Linked DNA regions of Zea mays: regions 1, 2 and 3 are each linked to region 4. The links are chromatin contacts, called in public Hi-C maps. All regions are on one chromosome and are shown on one strand. Each heading gives the region's core, a stretch centred on a gene start, on an enhancer-like site or on the middle of the called end of the contact. The rest is flanking DNA. Distances are from core to core; before and after follow the strand shown. Region 1 holds the start of LOC732770 (probable ion channel POLLUX). Region 2 holds the start of LOC100276531 (glutamate-oxaloacetate transaminase4). Region 3 holds the start of LOC100383265. Region 4 holds the start of LOC100285416 (embryogenesis-associated protein EMB8).

Region 1 (2,876 bases), core at 181-2,680, 220 kb after region 4:
AGACCTTCGAGTGGATTATTTTCAGAAATCCACTCGAAGCTCGGGGGCTACACCCATTGGGTGCACCAAAGGTGCACCCAATGAAGTTCAAGGTCCTACAGTACGGAATGCTGACCTCCGAAGCGCGAGTCTGGGACAGAACACCAATTTTCGAGTGATAAGAGCAGAAGGAGACAGTAAGGAATCGTTTCTATCGGATTACCCAGAGAAACATTTCCTGTCACAAACAAAGATCGCAAGCTGGACCTAGGATCTTTGGGCCGATTATTTCAAAATCAACCCAAAGATCGAGGGCTTGTGGGGGACAGATATCCCCTGGGTCCACTGGAAGGATAAAGACCTCACGAAAGGCCCAAGGGCCCAATAAATCGTAAGGTCATCCCTTCGTGGGCCTGGGGAGGAATGACCAGTGAAGCGGATTGACACAAGGCCGAACCGACGCGAATCCAGACGGCCCAACGACTTCGAGCGAGTAATCACAACAGAGACCCGACCTTCCCGCGCTGGAACCCCGTACAGCGAAACCAAGCGAGGATGAGTCGGCGGAACTATAGGAAGATAGACTCAATCAGTCCACTATTTCTTAGGTGCACATTGTTATCATATCTGCATGTATTGCCCCACGGTCGAATATATAAGGCCTAGGGGGCACCCCTTCAGAACGATCGAACTCACTACTAGCCACCCACCCAATTCTCTGCGCTCTCAGGGTCAGAGAACTCTCTTGTAACCCACCAAGTAAAACACTCTCGCCAGAACGTAGGGTGTTACGCATGTCAAAGCGGCCCGAACCTGTAAACCACTATCCATTTTTCCTCGTGCGTCCAGCACGAACCATTTAGCTACAGTCGGCAACACCGTCCTACTCCTAAAAACACCTTGAGGGGCAACCCCGGGTGTGCGGTCGGACCCAAAACACTGACAATTATCATGTTATTATATGTCCCCGTTGCAACGCACGGGTACTCACCTAGTATTTTATATGACATTAATAGCCACACGACACCCAACAACAATACATCACATAAATCTAACATGTAACAAGAAAACATTGTCTAACTATGCAAAACAACAAAAACAACGGGTCGACGATGCTTAACCAAACACTACCTAAAAGATTGGTAGAAATAGAGTTAGTTGTTGAGTTTATTTACTATTGGGATGCACACTTATTTTACTAGGTAAATATTACCCATGACTAATCGGGTTTGAATTCTGATTTCCCGTACCCATACCCACATACCCAACTCTTTTTTCCAAGAAATTCCCATTTTTACAAGAGAAATAAACTAATATCTCTTTTAAAAAATAAAAATCTTAAAAAATGGGGTTTCTAAACTTACCCTTATAAAAGAATTCCTAATGAGTTAATGGATATCGGCTCTCCATTGACACCTTTAATAACGTGCATGCTGTTTGTAATGTAATATGTCGGCATGATTATTTGTAACCACAATCCGTCTAAACAACGGTCACATCGGCTTCCCTCCCGCCCCCACCGTGGTGCGGTACTCCGGTGGTATCTGGATGCTCGCCGGCTGAACAACAGCGGCGCGAAGATCTTGTGCTGTGGCCGTGGATCCCGCAGGGACTGACGGACTGTGGAGATAGGCCGGTAGGAGTGTAGGACCAAGTGGGTGTTCGATGGGGCAGAGGCGCAGAGCGGCACGGGCGATCACGCGATCGGCCGCCTTTGCGGCCGCGCACGTGACTCCCGTGCGATCGCCGCGCTGCCGTGCCGCCTGGTTGTGCCTCCTCCTGTTCGGCTTCGGCCGTTCCCTGCTTGATCTCGACTTGCTGTAGCGGTTTACAGTTACGTGTGCCTCCATTAGCTAAAGGCCAAACGGCTCCGCATCGCGCGGTGGGTGTGTCTTACAGGTAGGGACGCTAAGAGGTGGCCCGCGGGTCAGAGTCGCTGGTGAAGTGGGGTTAGTGGGGGCGGGTATGTAATCATCGCAGGGTTAAAGGGCCATTTGGGTGTGGTTTATTATTACCACGAGGGGAGGGGAGCTCGAGCTCGCTGCTAGTGCTAATGGCGGAGAGCGATGGTGGCAGCGAGGCGCAGAGTCCGAGCCCTGATCCAAGGTCCGGGGACGGGGCGAACCCTGACCCGCGCCCGCCGCGGCCGCAGCTCACCAAGTCGCGCACCATCTCTGGTTCTGTTGCAGCCTCCATATTGGCCGCTGATAGGGTAGCAGGAGGAGGAGGCGGAAGCGGCGGAGGCGGTCTAAGGGACAGCATCCTCGTTCGCCGCTCCTCCACGGCGCCCCTCCCGCCGTATACGGCGTCAGCGGCGGGGGCGTCCTCGGCGCCGCGGCGGCTCACCGTCGCCGTGGACGACCCCTCCTACGCGGCACCCAACGGCGGCGTGCTTGACCGGGACTGGTGCTACCCGTCGTTCCTAGGTCCGCACGCCTCGCGCCCCCGCCCGCCGCGGCAGCAGCAGACCGCGACGACTACCGAACGCCGAAGCGCTAACCCCACCGTGCCGGTGCCGCCGAGGGTGGCGGTGTCGCAGCGGGAGGAGGAGAAGAGCCTGGCCTCCGTGGTGAAGCGCCCGGCGCTGCTTGAGGAGCGGAGGACGCCTCCTCCTACGCTCCCGCCCCCACGCGCTCCGCGATTTGATCTCTCTCCGTATCTCTCACTCGTGAGTCATGCTAGCTGTATCGTTTGCCTGCCATAAAAGCTGGTCGTAACTTTCACGACTGATGTGCTTTTTTTTTTACACACTGATGACTGCGTGCTATTTTGGTCCATTTCCGTTGAGTTATGGCAGCTGCTGGTCATAACTATCGCAAGCTCTACCCTCGCTGTTTGGCAATGGATAAAAGTTATGGGCCTCCAGGTTATATCTCTGTGATCTGCGAAATTATGTG
Region 2 (2,700 bases), core at 196-2,695, 190 kb before region 4:
TTCTAATGCTACAAGCAATAATCATCTGAGGACATGCCACCAATATCTGTCATCCTGACCATTAATTATTCTGCATAATGTGGTAATCTGCTAGTGCATAAATTGCTCTGGTGATGTGAAACAAAAAAAAATTGTCCTACAATTATATAGCCATATCAACAAAACCCTAATGTCGACCGACGATCATCCACAAGTCACATACCTGCACAATCACATAGTCTAATTCCCAGAGGCTGCATTTTCAAATCCCAAGACAAGGTTCGGTTTAGACATCTGTCATTCTAAAATTAGACCAAAAAACATAATCCTCGACAACTTCCCAAAGCATGACCTAGGAAAAATGGTACTTGTGCTCACATATATAGATTCTAATATAGCATCAGCAGTAGAAGTTTGATGCACTACGGTGTAGCAGGAAAAAGTGGTCACCTCATCACCAGGTGAGCAAACTGCAAGCACAGCTTGTGTGATGCATTGCTTAGCTCCATTGCTCACCAGCACCTCATCTGGGAGGTAGGATACCCCGTTCTCCTCTGTACAGTCATAATTAAACACGAAGTCATTCAGTTTCATCGATCGAAAGGTAGCTCTGCGAAAACAGACGTCCGTTCATAACTTCATACATCCACACACCCTGGAGTTTAGTACAAATAGCCTTCCTCAGCTCCAAAGTCCCAGCATTAGGAGTGTATCTTGTATAACCATTCCTAATTGCATCCATCCCGGCCTGGATAAGGTAACTAGGTAAGCAACAAGAATGTTTACCTGAAATAACCCAATTTGATAACAAGACACATTCTTGCTGAATATCTAAATCAAGTGTTCAACTAGAAAGATTATGTTTTATTTAACAACTGCATTCAGTGTTATTCTCACTGTAGGAAATTATACCGCGGGCTAATTGCACCCCTCACCTCCGCGATCGCGGGCGGCGTGTCGAAGTCTGGCTCCCCCGCGGCTAGACCGATAACCGGCACGCCGGCCTGCCGCAGCGCCATGGCCTGATCGGTGATGGCCATGGTTTTGGACGGCCGCAGCGCGCTCACCCTTGGGCTGATGGACGTGTCCACTGCCTCCTCCCGCACAATCGCCATCCTGGTCCTCGCCGCGTGTTTTGTCCTCCCGGACGCTCTGCGGACGCAGCCATCCATGGAAGCGAACAGTTCCCCGGTAAGTTCACTCATTCAGATCCAAGAAACGGAAGCAACCAACCGATCGCGGCAAAAAACGAACGAACGTGTATCTGATGGACACTTTGCTGAGATGGCTGCTCACCAGATGAAGCAGACGGAGTTCGGACCGGAGGAGGCGGGTTTGGCGAGGGTGAAGGAGGAAGGGCCTGACGAGGAGGCGGCTGCTAGCTGCTGGGGGTCTGGGGGCTCAGCTTTAGCAGCAGTGGGACTGACGTTGTTTGAGTTGTCATCTGACGAGTAGTGTACAATCGTCAGACGAGGACTACGGTGCTGGATGGTTGGTAGGCATGGTAGGTAGGTGTTAGACGTCTGAGAGCAACTCCAAAAGAATGTTAAAAATTTTACCCTAAAACTGATTATTAAGAGTAGGCTAAAAAATTTTAAGAGTGAATTATGATAGGTACTCCAACAGTTCCTTTAAATGTGACATGTGGCGCAATCTGTATAGTCGTCGAGAGGCTGTGGATTATCTGATACGTTGAAGAATGGATTGGGGAGAGATGAAACACACCAAAATATGAGGGAGAGTAGGTTATGGATGTGGGACGCTGATTTTTTGGGGAAAGGACGAGGGAGCTGTTAGAGTAAGAAAAACCGCTATTCTAAACTAATATCTGTTTTAGGTTAGTTTACACGTTATTTTCTTTTGGAGTTGCTCTAATGTCTTCGATCTCTTCTTTGCGTTTTCTCTCCTCCAACTGCTACCATAGTCCCAAGAAACTCAGCTAGGGATGGCAATTGGACCCGTGGGTATGGATACCCACGGGTTTCGTACCCGATGGATATGGATACGGGTTGAAAAACTTACCCGTGGATCCTGTCGGGTCGGGTACCCGAAATACGTCGGGTAGGGTACGGATAATATATTTTACCCATGGATATCCACTGGATACCCGAAACATTAATTCATAATTTCACAGTTGTGTCTTCTGCCCATGAACCAAAGCAAAAAAGCCCAAAGGCCACCAACACCGAAGCACCCAACCTAAGCGTCGTGTCCCTGTTGGCTCCTGCTAGCCTGGTACTCCTGATTCCTATTCTCCTAACCGACTAACCCTAAGAGGCTGAGACGTGCGTCCCTGCCCTCTGGCATCCCAACGCCACAACCCCAGCGACCTAGCCGGCAAGCAGCATATCCACTGGATATCCGATACCCGACGGGTACCCGGTGGACATGGATATAGGTCCATTTTTTTACCCGATTAGCTTGGTGGGTATGGATATTTGTATAACGGTCGGGTATGATATCGGGTCGGGTATTATTATACCCGAACACAACCCGACCCGCTGCCATCCCTAAACTCAGCTGGTCGGGCAATCCATTGCCTCACCGTGTTTGGCATTCAGTCAGAGGAGCCACGAGAATTTTCTGTATCCATTGCCGTTGTCAGGTCAGGTGCGGTAGCGAAAAAAAAAATACTGCAGAGTAGCAACCCTGTGCCGTGTTCCGAGGCCTGCTTCACTTTCTTTTACATTCGTTTGATGCAAACTCCTAGCGCGCCCATAT
Region 3 (2,700 bases), core at 178-2,677, 150 kb after region 4:
AAAATTTCCCAAATACTAACCACAAATAATCCAGCCAGTTCTTTTCAAATTCCAATGGTTCTATAGGTTAGCAGTAAGCAATTTAAGGTAGACCAGTTGCTATAAATTTCTGTTTTTTTATACACCATCTCAAGCAAGTGAGGAATATATGAGCATGCCAACCAGGTAGTGATTTCCTGAGATATGGCCGCAAACACAGAGAACTTACCTTCAAAGCATCTATGAATTCAGGACTTTTGCAACATCGAGCATACAAGAAGCGCTGCATACAATCAGAAAACAGTGTATTTTGAAGAGAACACTGAAACTCATCTTTAGTGACATCATTTTCAGGGTCTCCATTTCTAAGGTGTGCTAAACCTGTCAAATGTGAAAGGGGCTCTATGAAGATATGCAGTGCAGATTGATAAAATTCTAGAATATATAAAAAAGGTTTAGGTTGAACCCAGGCTCTTCAATATACAACACTGCAAGTTAAGGATACAAATTTGAGTATGTGAGTGGAACTTACGGCAGCCCTCTGCAATACGATTCCTCAGAATTTGAGCCAGCCGTAGCACATCAAATCGGCAGTCCAAGTCCAAGTACATGACCGCCCTCCCCAGCCCCCCAAAGTAGATTCCCTCCCACTCCTTTGGTAATATGCACTGCACTGCAGCCTGAGATACGAAACTTACTCTATGTTAGTCGTTCCATTCTACTAGAACAAGGATGCCATTTTAACGATAAATTGGTCCCAGTGTTTTGCTTTTCCACATAAGAGCCTCATGCTTATATATTCTTTTTCTAAAGGAACTCAGTATCAAAATGCAAAAACCAAAGTGGTTTCCTCATTTCCAGTATGAAGCATTGCAAGTGAGCAAGCGCCAAGAGGATGGAACAGCTGTGTTCGTTGAAGATATACAAGTATGCATCACCAGAGTCAGAAACTATTGTAGCCTATCAAAATTGCCGACATTCCTAAAAGTCCTGCAGATCTCCAGTTATAAGTATAGAACTTAACCAACGTTGTATTCGTACACAATTATAGCTTAAATGATTTCTGATTTTATGACGATACTCTCGGCGACCATTACTGGTGAGTGGTGACACTTCCAGTAATATTGCGAGCTCGCCACCAGGTTGGCGCCATTTGCATCATATTTTGGACCGAAGGAGTATAGGAGGTGTGGATTTGCTTACCATGAGGAGGAGGTGGGACTTGCCAGAGTTGGACGGGCCGGCGATCTCGACGACGTTGCCCGGGCGGAGAGGCGCGCGGTGCAGTGGTGGCGGGAGGGTGATGGGGGGCCGCGAGGAGAGTGAACGGGAGAGGAAGGCCGACGCCGTCTCGTTGGCGGCTAGCCACGCTTGGGGGTCTTTTCCCGCCTCTCCGGCCATGGCTAGGGGCCTAGGGGTCTGGAGCTGTCGTCTTCCTTTTTCACCGGAATTTTGAAGCGGAACTGCGGAAGCATACCTCTTGACACCGTATAATATAGAAATGATTGGATATATAACATTAAAGATTACAACTTTAGATATATATTATTATTAGCTTCATATGTCATTGATTGACTCATATAGATCCTACATGTATATGAGATAGCAATGATATATATAAAGTTTATAATTTTTTAATGGTATAGATTTAAATTTCTCTATAAAATAATGCTGAGATATGTTACATCGTATTTGTGATCCATGATCGTAAGGTCCGTATGTCTCCTACAGAAGATCTTCTAAGGGCTCTTTCAAAAAAACTACCAAAGAGGTGTGGAAGAAATTACACAATTACGCGAGGAACTGTGTTTCCAACTAAGGTTCTCTTTGGCACAGCTCTAACTATTCTCAAAACGGCCCTAGCTCTTCCGCTTTCTTGGCTTTTCTAAAGGAGCCAGAGACGTTTTACAATTCATTTGAACAGTTTCTCACGAAAGACGGTGATAGAGAATGTAATTTCGTGAAACATTATAGTGTATGGGATAGAAGGAACCGGTAGAAGCCTGTTTTCTGGTGCTTTGGCTCCCAATAGCAAAACGGCTCTGGCTTTTTGATGGCTTTCGATGAGGAGCTGTTTTTTTAAGACTATTTGGTATGGCTTTACGAAGAGCCAAAGGAGAAGGCGTCCAGCTAAAGGGGGCTAAGCAGGGAGCTTCTTCTAGAGCCCTTCTAGAAAATCAGGAGAGAACTGTTTTTCTAGAAGAGACAAATCTAGAGCCAGAGCTGGAGGAGACAGAGAAAGAGCCCTATTAAAGAGGCCCTAAGTATAGAACTAAAAGTACATTAAAACTAAAATGTAAGAGATCCAAATGTCAATGATTTTTTTAAAAGAGCTAACAAATAAAAAATCAGTCCCTCGTATGCAATGACATTTCTAACTCCACCTCATCAGTATACTTGTATGCTCATCACATCATAGTAGCTGAGTCATATGAGTGGATTTTGAAGAAGAAAAAAGATAAAACACATAAATCTGGTTAACAAATTAGTTCACTACCCTAAAAAAGAGTATGTTTTCTAAGGGAAACTGCATGTTACTAGATCTGTTTATGTGTTGATCTATGACCTCTAATCTCTACAGTTGCTACTCCGTTGTATCACTCGTGTGAATTGTCACACTAGCTGCATGTCCCGCAAACAAAAAAGGTACTTTCAATAAAAAAATATTTGTTGAAAGATCTATGCTCAGAACCAAACATCAAACGATGCATGAGCACATGG
Region 4 (2,886 bases), core at 30-2,529:
GAAAAGGTGAAGGCAAGAATGCCCAGAAATCCTTGCAGCGCTCAAGCCGCTCATATAAGCTTATTGTGACATGCATATACCACTCCACAGCAAAATAGAAGCATCATGGACTTATTGACATTAGATCTTACTCCAGTTTCAGATGTGTTTTTTATGATTCTTGTTTTGTCAAACTTTTTAACTTGACCATAAATATATAAGAAAAAGGCCAATGTTATTAGATTTAAGGTAAAAGGTACTCCCATACTATATAATAATTCATTTGTAGTAGTCACATATTTCCAAAAAAATGCTGGGCAAAGTGTCATACTGAAGATCGTGTCGATGTCATAAACAAATTATAATTATATTGCAATATGGCCATGGGACGCTACCATATTTGAAAGAACAAACTCTTGATAGTGTCCATTGTTCATCTAAATGGCTACAGTGAATAAGGGAAAACTGCACAATGTATCTCTCTCCTGGGTAACGAATATAACCTCTTGTATGTGAATGAAGGCGGCGTCCCGTAAATGCCCAGGAACAATGTCTGCAAATGCGGGCTCGCCAGCCATGGTGTCGCCAGATACCTGCATAATTAATACCACAAATCCATATCACCCCCAGCTTAAACTATTCATCACACAGTGGAAATAATCCATCGCGTGTTTCAGAAGTCAAAACACAACATTGCAAATTCCATCACAGTTGACCAAACACGCCCAATGCTGGTACTACCGCTACACTACGACGATCCGGCCTAGAGGGCCCATAGCCATACCTGCCGTGGAGCAAGCGGCACTTGGACGCGACGCGGTGGTAGATCTCCGAGGCGGGGTGGAAGGTGAGCTCGACGCGGCCGCCCCGGAAGCCGCGGAGGATGTCGCCGATAACATGGAGCTCGAGGAAGCGGTACAGAAAGACGGACACGACGATGATGGCGGCCAGCGCGTAGCGCTCTGCGGGCACCATCGCCGCCGCGCGGAGCAGCAGCTCGACGGGCGACTCGCCTGCGGCGACGGCCTCCGACATCCTTCGCTACGCCCGCCTTGGCGTTCTGCGATTTTGGAGCGGCGCTCCTCTGCGTAAGGAACGAGGACAAGATGCGGCCGGATGCACGCCCCGGTCAACGTCGCGCGCTCGTCGAGGTCAGTAGGTCACCTCGCCGGCGCGCCGGGGCGACCGGTGCGGTGGGAGTTATGAAGCGGTTCGAGCGGCTATTCTGAGGTTCGGCGGACCACGCGATTCACACCGTGGACGGACCGGCGGAGATGCAAAGAGCGCTTTCCTGGTCCCCTGGCCTGGACGATTATTACGCCCTTGTCTTTTGAAGTGACGGTGGCGCGGGTGGGGCATGCATGTCGGGGCCACAACGTTGACGTCGTCGGGCTCGGCCGCTCGGGGTCGGGGACTCGCGAAGCGGGACGACGTGAGCTACCAGGAGATCCGATGTTCGGGCCCACTCTACAGAGGCCAGCGTCCACGTTCGTAGGTGTGTGCGGCCAAGACGAGCGGTTGTCCGGTTGAGCAGCCGTCCACGTGAAGTTCCACTGTGTCAGAACTCAGAAGTCGTAAAACATAATTGCAATTCTATTTGTTAGAGTCAGTATGGTATTCTAAAAAGATACGCTATGTATATGTACTATTATGCAATAAAATAACAGAATGTATAGGTGCAAGTGCAAATTATTTGTTAATCATATATATATATATACACACACGAAATAAAAAGAATAAAGATTTGCGTCTTTTTATTGTACATGATTGTATCTAACTTTTCTCCAAATATATGCGAACGGGGGAGGAAAATGAATAGTATCAATATTACGTCAAACTAATCTATACTACCAAAACATATTATACTCTATCTGTTCGTTAATATATATCGTTAGTTAGCACAAATTTAAACTACTTGATGACAAATAAATAAAAATGAAAATAGTATAATATATTGTGAATAATCGTGTTCTACATTTTTTTCTATCACTCGGTATGATACTACCCTACTTCAGTTTTCCGTCCACCGTACTGCCCATCTTATGCCTAATTCAATGGTTCTTCTCTTAAGTTTGTCTATCTAAGGGTCTGTTTGTTTACCCCCAGATTATATAATCTGGATTAAATAATCTTAAAAGGCAAATAAACAGTCCAGCTTATTTGTCCAGATTATATAATCTAACCCCTTGGATTATGATAATCCATAAGCAAGTGAGGAGGTACTTATTTCAGATTATTTTTTCCCCACTTTCCCACTATTCTTTCAAGTTTCCTAGAAATTACCCAACATTGTCATTATAATCCACCGAATCGTTTTTTTGCGCCTATCGGATCGGAGAAGCCCGCCGCCCAACAGAAACACGCCGCCTAGCCCCCACCCCCCGCGCCCCGAGGCACAGGATCCCGCCGCCTGGCACTGCCGACGGGACGGACGGGACTGCGTACGGGGCAGCAGATTCCCGCCCGCCGCTCCGACGCGTCCCGCGCGCCAGAAGGCTCCGCGTGGTCGACGGGACGCGTCCTGCGCCCCACGGCACAGGATCCCGCCGTGCCGACGGGACGGACGTACGGCGGGGGCAGCCGATTCCCTTCGCAGATCAGCTGGGGCGCCTAATTTTTCTCTACAACTGTCCTGCCGAGATCCAGAGTGCGACCATCTGCTACAATGCTACTCTATCTACAGGTGTATTGTGATAGATCCTCCGTCGGAACCAGCAGACATATGTGATGGTCATTGCTAATTTGTAGACATCTGTAATGGTCATATGTGATATGCTTGTACATATATTTTCGTAGGAGTGCCGAAAGGACTTATTGTTGCGGGATGGCCGGGTTCCGCACATGATATGAGGGTGTTCAATAATGCTCTAACAAAATATGCCACTATTTTTCCACATCCTCCACCAG

The links. A called contact is a pair of places that touch in the nucleus more often than the background predicts.
Region 1: a Hi-C map of endosperm shows a contact between it and region 4, with 2.1 times the contacts expected there. The contact joins the promoter of LOC732770 here to the promoter of LOC100285416 in region 4. A contact is called at or near these places in 6 of 25 Hi-C or Micro-C datasets (bundle sheath, ear, endosperm and 3 more).
Region 2: a contact with region 4 is called in a Hi-C map of endosperm, with 1.8 times the contacts expected there. The contact joins the promoter of LOC100276531 here to the promoter of LOC100285416 in region 4. A contact is called at or near these places in 9 of 25 Hi-C or Micro-C datasets (ear, endosperm, leaf and 3 more).
Region 3: a contact with region 4 is called in a Hi-C map of leaf, with 2.6 times the contacts expected there. The contact joins the promoter of LOC100383265 here to the promoter of LOC100285416 in region 4. A contact is called at or near these places in 13 of 25 Hi-C or Micro-C datasets (bundle sheath, ear, endosperm and 3 more).

Annotation. Positions count from the first base shown.
Region 1 is chr3:179,489,876-179,492,751 of Zm-B73-REFERENCE-NAM-5.0, forward strand. LOC732770 (probable ion channel POLLUX) reads left to right here and starts at 1,431. Exons shown (of 12, transcript XM_008676553.4): 1 at 1,431-2,647; 2 at 2,777-2,845. The coding sequence starts at 2,033.
Region 2 is chr3:179,082,017-179,084,716 of Zm-B73-REFERENCE-NAM-5.0, forward strand. It overlaps LOC100276531 (glutamate-oxaloacetate transaminase4), which reads right to left and starts at 1,446. Exons shown (of 10, transcript NM_001150297.1): 1 at 1,276-1,446; 2 at 915-1,131; 3 at 634-727; 4 at 430-533. The coding sequence starts at 1,094.
Region 3 is chr3:179,426,416-179,429,115 of Zm-B73-REFERENCE-NAM-5.0, forward strand. LOC100383265 reads right to left here and starts at 1,428. Exons shown (of 10, transcript NM_001175925.1): 1 at 1,183-1,428; 2 at 512-659; 3 at 209-360. The coding sequence starts at 1,380.
Region 4 is chr3:179,271,981-179,274,866 of Zm-B73-REFERENCE-NAM-5.0, forward strand. It overlaps LOC100285416 (embryogenesis-associated protein EMB8), which reads right to left and starts at 1,280. Exons shown (of 14, transcript NM_001158309.1): 1 at 764-1,280; 2 at 483-572. The coding sequence starts at 1,014.